Regions from separate parts of the Zea mays genome. Here region 1 is linked to region 2. A link is a contact called in public Hi-C data. All regions are on one chromosome and are shown on one strand. Each heading gives the region's core, a stretch centred on a gene start, on an enhancer-like site or on the middle of the called end of the contact. The rest is flanking DNA. Distances are from core to core; before and after follow the strand shown. Region 1 has its middle 28 kb from the start of LOC109943095. Region 2 holds the start of LOC100192762 (Protein MEI2-like 1).

Region 1 (2,802 bases), core at 289-2,788, 260 kb before region 2:
CTATGTTTCAATTCAAATACAAATATGAATATAGATATTCTTAAATATGAATTATTTAATTCAAGTCAAAACATATATTCTTAAATTTAACATACATAAATAAAACTTCACTACTAAGTTTGTCATTAAACATAATAAACCAAATAAAAGTACACTTCTAATAATTGCCAATATCAAACTAAACTAAACTATAATGGATATTATTTAATAAAATAATATTTGAAGTGAAGAAATTCAAATAAAAGTGATAAAAACAAATAAGCATTATGCTTTATCAATATTTTTGGAACTACAAAATTGTTACCCAAGTAGACACTATCACACTAATGTATTTTTATATAACATAGAAAAGGATGGCTCATACAAATAATATAGTCATCAATTTTTTCAGTAGTGAATTTATGGGGTAAATTGTGATATTGAGAATTGAAGGTAAATACGCAAGATTCAGACTCTCATCAAGAGATAATAATATTCTATGTGCAGTATTATAGTGGCTATGTTTATGATCCGTTGTGTTGTGATCTGCCCTCAGAAGGCCCTCGTCCCCTTCCCTTTATAGTTCAAGCAGGGGGTGTTACAAAGTTGAATACGAGTAGGTTTCATGATAGATCTAATCTAATAATCTAATCACATACTTTTATAATTACAAACGTGTCTTCCTCACCGGTTTGGATCTTTCCTTATATGCTAGGATCTCACCTTATATGTTAGGATCTTATTGTGTTCATTTAGAACTTTGCAATTATCTCTTCTATTCCACTAAGATTTTTGTGAAATTTATTTTTACTTCAGTAGTCATCCTCATATTAAAACTTCTTTTAATCATGATGACCGAGTCCATAGACTCTAGACTGAGTCCATGGGTCTATCCATATATGTCTGTGTTATCCAAGGTATATATTCTTTACAAATAAATATTTAATGATTAGATATATCAATTAATTAATCAATATTATATTTATATAAATATTTATGACAATATTGTAAATTATATAAAATAAATTACATTAATTAATTGATAAGATGAAGTACTAAAATAATTTGGAACAACATATATATCAAGTTTAAACAAAATAATAAAATACTGAAAACAATTTGTTATTTATGTATCATTGATAATTATAAATTAATACCAAAGTTATTAATTGAAAAACTATTAAGTGGTTTTAATGCCTTAGTAGTAGTAATAAAATTAAGAGATAAAATTTTTAAATAGGTTCACAATACCTTGTTTTCTTTCCTGATATGGATAGTGTTAAATGAGGATGTCTTAGAGAAAGAATACTGAAAAAACCGAGTTCAGATATATCATTTAGTATCAGTATTAGAAGCGAGTACGAATGCCAAAATTGCATGTTTTAGCACATACGAATATTAGATAAATTAGGATACCCATTTGGATTTTTCAATCCCTACCGGACAAGGAGCGCTGGAGTCCAGGGTCAACAACGCGTACGTACTCTACATGGCACCACTCAATACTCAACGGTGCCAGCCGTCAACAAAGAGAAACCGCGTTGCCTGAGCTCTCAAAGGATCCAATCGACGTGCAGTGCGACGCTAGTGCAAGTGCACAGCGACCTATACGTCCACGTCTCTAGTACACCTGAGATGAGAAACCCCAGCCCAAACGTGTGTGTGAAGGTCATGGACCCTTTGCTTTGCTGCGTGGATTCAATTCAATCATGCCAGTCCGTCGAACGGTGACTTCTGAGCACGAAATGAAAACCATCTATCTCCAGTTGTCCATGGTCCCACTCCCACCCATGGACGACGGATCTGTCTGTCCGTTCCGTTCCCAGTTCCCATCATCGGTAGTACTCCTACGTGGCAATAGAATCACACTTGGCCGAAATTCACGAATGAGTGGCGTGGTATACTGATATCTCGCATGACCGTGAGTTGATCCCTCGTTCCCTCCTAAGACCGGATACTTTTTGGGATGAGAAATTTGTATTTTTGACACCCTAAACTAGTGGCTTTGCACTATTGACACTCTAAAGATTAATTTCGTAAATTTGACACCCACATCATTAACACCTCGATTTACTTGACATTTTATCTTTTTAATAGTTATTTTTTATTTTTTCATTTACTGAATTGTGAAAAAAAGACTAATCTGACCTCCTTTATTTTGTAAGGTGCTAGTCTCTTTTTTGTTTGTATGAATCGTACCTGTGTATCTCATAGACGCCCGCCGCCTCTGTTCTGCATATCAAACAAATGCATAGATGTGTCGCCACTCGTATCGCCTAAAAGGCCTCGTCGCCCTCGACCACAAACCCACGCGCAAGGGAGCTGGCCGGCCGCGCTCGATGCCCCGTGGTCGTGATCCACCACAACAAACATGTCCTTGCATTGAGACTTGGTGGTGCACGAATGGACGTGTCACCACGACAATCCAAGCTTGTGGAATGGAACCTGATCCAATTAATTCATCTACAAAGCATTGCTGATCATGTTTTAAATATCTCAAAGTATTGTTGATCAATATCTTCAATAATAATTCTTGCCAATATATTTTTTAGTCAAGACTTGTATTAGTTGTGATTGGAACAACCAATTATTAACACTTATGAATCAATCAATTATAGGTCCCTCATTTACTAATTGTTTCGAACAAGGATGATTCAGAGGTGGCCATGGGGAGCAATACCAATGCTCCATTGTTGTTGGTCGAGACTTCTTCACCTATCCCACAAGTCGATTAGGATAACTTAAAAATAATAGAGATGCATGATGAGGAAGGAAGAATTCAACCATTGGGTGAGGATTAGCTATTTGTAATCTTGGGCTTGA
Region 2 (2,700 bases), core at 8-2,507:
AGATCTTTGCGGAGGAAACCTCTAAGTTGAAGAACGGATTCAAACAGTAGTTTCACCTCAGGACGCAAGCGAAGCTCGTCAGGGAAGGAGGACGATTCCGACTCCGCCGGAAGAAAATGGGCCGGGGGCATGTAGCGCCTCTGCTCGGTTGGCATCCTGCGGGCGCTGCGCCTCACCCCGGACCTTAAAACACAGAGACAAGTTTCAACGCTCCCGTGAGCTCGGTTCAAACGGATCAGAAATTCAAAGCATAAAGCCATAAACACAGAAACCTTGACGAAGTGCGCGGAAATTTGGGTCCCGAACAAAACCGGGGCCATGGAACACTTGGCAGAAATCTACAGCTTCGGGGTTCAGAATTCCGGGCCAGAAGCGCTCGCTTTTACCGATTAATTAAAAAAACAGTGTACAGAATTCAACTATGGGCTCCAGCAACATTTGGCCGTAGTAAAAGAGCGCAGAAAAAGACCGGGAAATTAATTAACCAATGGACGCCGGCGTGGACAAGCACGAAAAGCACACAAGCAACCTGTGATCGAAATAAAAGCCGGAACCGACCAAAAAAATGGTGCAGGCCGCGCGCATCAAAATACTGAACCCGGATCACGCGATGGAACCAAGATCACGCGAAATTCTCCGTAAGTCAAGCACCGTTTGCTCCCGAAAAAGCTAGTAACGGCTAAGACGAAATTGAAAACCGCATGAGCAGCCTAAAAACATCCAGACGGCAAAAATCACACAGAGAGAGAGAGTGAGTGAGAGAGAGAGAGCGAGCGCGCGACGAAAGTGCGGTCTCACCAGTTGGGCGCCTGAGATCCCCTCGTCGGCGTCACAGTCCGGAGCCCGACGCGTGCACGCAACCTGTGGACGCAGCCGCAAGCTGGGGAAACGGTTCCATGGCGCAGGCCACAACAGCAGCACCTTCACCAGAGTTGAAAGACGCGGAGGCGGGGCCAAAGGGGGGGGGCACTCCAGCCGCGCAGCTTAATGCTTGCAACGGGGAGCCGGACGCTGGCTGCTACCTCCAGTCCAGCTCCAGGCCGGCGCGCACGCCCCCAGCCGGGGCAGACTAGCAACCAAACCCTAGAGATGGAGCGAGAAAGCGCCGCTAAGCCTCGACTCCTCCTCCATTCCCAGTACTACCTCCCTCTCCCGCGCCCCCACAGCTCTCCGCGCGCGCAGTCGTCGGGACAGTTCTCCGGCGAGTTGGTGGTGGTGGTGGCGACAGGCGGAGCGGAGAAGCGAAGCAGAGACGATTACGAAGCGCAAAAAACAGTTTTCAAAGAAAGCACGGAATACTATAATAGCACTAGTATTATAAATATTTGGCGAAATCGGAAACGCGAAACAGCAGGGCGCTTGTCCGTATATATACCGGGCCGGGCCGGGCGGGACCCGCCGGCGGTAGTCTCACCGTGCGGGGGCGGAGGGCCCCGCGGCGGGTAACGGAGCCGCCTGAATGACAGGTGAGGCCACGTGCGGTGGCCCCACGCGTCGGTGAGTGCGGATGGCGTACGGGCGCTGGGGACCCACGTGGCGGACGTCGCGGGAAGCGGCGCTTTGGACGGGAACGGAATTATTGGTGGGACGGGGCGTGACCAGTGAAGAGTCTGTCTGTCTCTGCCTCTGAGTGAGAGCGGACGAGGTGACGTGTGGTTTTGGTCCGTCAGTGCGTCAGCCAGAGGAAAGGATAGCGATGCCACCACGACCACGAGCCGTGGCCCGTGGGCCGTGTCATATGGTACTGCACCGTACATATGGGTCAGTGAATCCAATCGAACGGATCGGGTCCGGCAAGAAGAAGTACGAGTAAAAAAACTCCGTAACGAAAACTGATCATGGTGTCGTGTCTTGGATAAGTACTTCGTGACTCGTGTCTTCCTTGGATTATCTGGAAAACACGTCGAGATGTTTATCTATCAAAAAGACATCAACGAGTCTGCATGGGGGAACTATGCAGTACGTAGGCATCCTTACTTGTTAGCACCAGTAAGTCGCGTGTACGCAAAATGACGCAGTCTGTACCACTTTGTCGCTAGTGCTACTAATGCATTATGCACTAACTAAGACTCCTCACGTCTTAAATTACATTTCAAATTTTATTGTAAAGTCAATTGTGGCTAAATTTATATATTATTATTGTTATACTAAATATATTTTTTAGATCTTTTATTAATTATACATTTATTGAATGGCATATTTTCAATTAAATTTAATATGTTTTAATTCCAAAAAAATAGAATAATCTCTACTATATGTAAGTGGCCACATCGTGGTAAAAAGCGCACCTACTCGAGCGCTCTCGCTACTCCGTCTGAAATTCATGCAAAAAAAAATAGGCGTCGAGGATGTTGCACGCGTGGGTGGGGTTCAAACATAGATCTCGAAGGTGCAAAGCTGGAGCCTTAGGGCCTGTTTGTTTACCCCCCAGATTATATAATCTAGATTAAATAATCCTAAGAGGCAAACAAACAGTCCAGCTTATTTGCCCAGATTATATAATCTAACCCCTTTGATTATGATAATCCATAAGCAAGTGAGGAGGTGCTTATTTCAGATTATTTTTTCCCACTTCCCCACTACCCTTTCAAGTTTCCTAGAAATTACCCACCATTGCCATTATAATCCACCGAATCGTTTTTGCGCCTAGTACTAGTTAATTTGGGGATGAAGAAGGTGACATGAATGTCTTCCATGATA

Evidence for each region. Hi-C and Micro-C count contacts between places; a contact is called where the count stands out from the background.
Region 1: a Hi-C map of leaf shows a contact between it and region 2, with 2.2 times the contacts expected there. The contact joins the enhancer-like site here to the promoter of LOC100192762 in region 2. A contact is called at or near these places in 3 of 25 Hi-C or Micro-C datasets (leaf and leaf mesophyll).

What each region holds. Positions count from the first base shown.
Region 1 is chr10:114,082,232-114,085,033 of Zm-B73-REFERENCE-NAM-5.0, reverse strand. No RefSeq gene overlaps it. Among protein-coding and RNA genes, the nearest start is that of LOC109943095, 28 kb to the left of the region's middle. Within about 2 kb of position 1,538, at least 12 of the 20 cell types and tissues checked have an H3K27ac peak or open chromatin away from gene starts, as enhancers often do. A contact at or near this core is called in leaf and leaf mesophyll, where this site is marked.
Region 2 is chr10:113,822,663-113,825,362 of Zm-B73-REFERENCE-NAM-5.0, reverse strand. LOC100192762 (Protein MEI2-like 1) reads right to left here and starts at 1,257. Exons shown (of 15, transcript NM_001362654.1): 1 at 799-1,257; 2 at 57-183. The coding sequence starts at 155.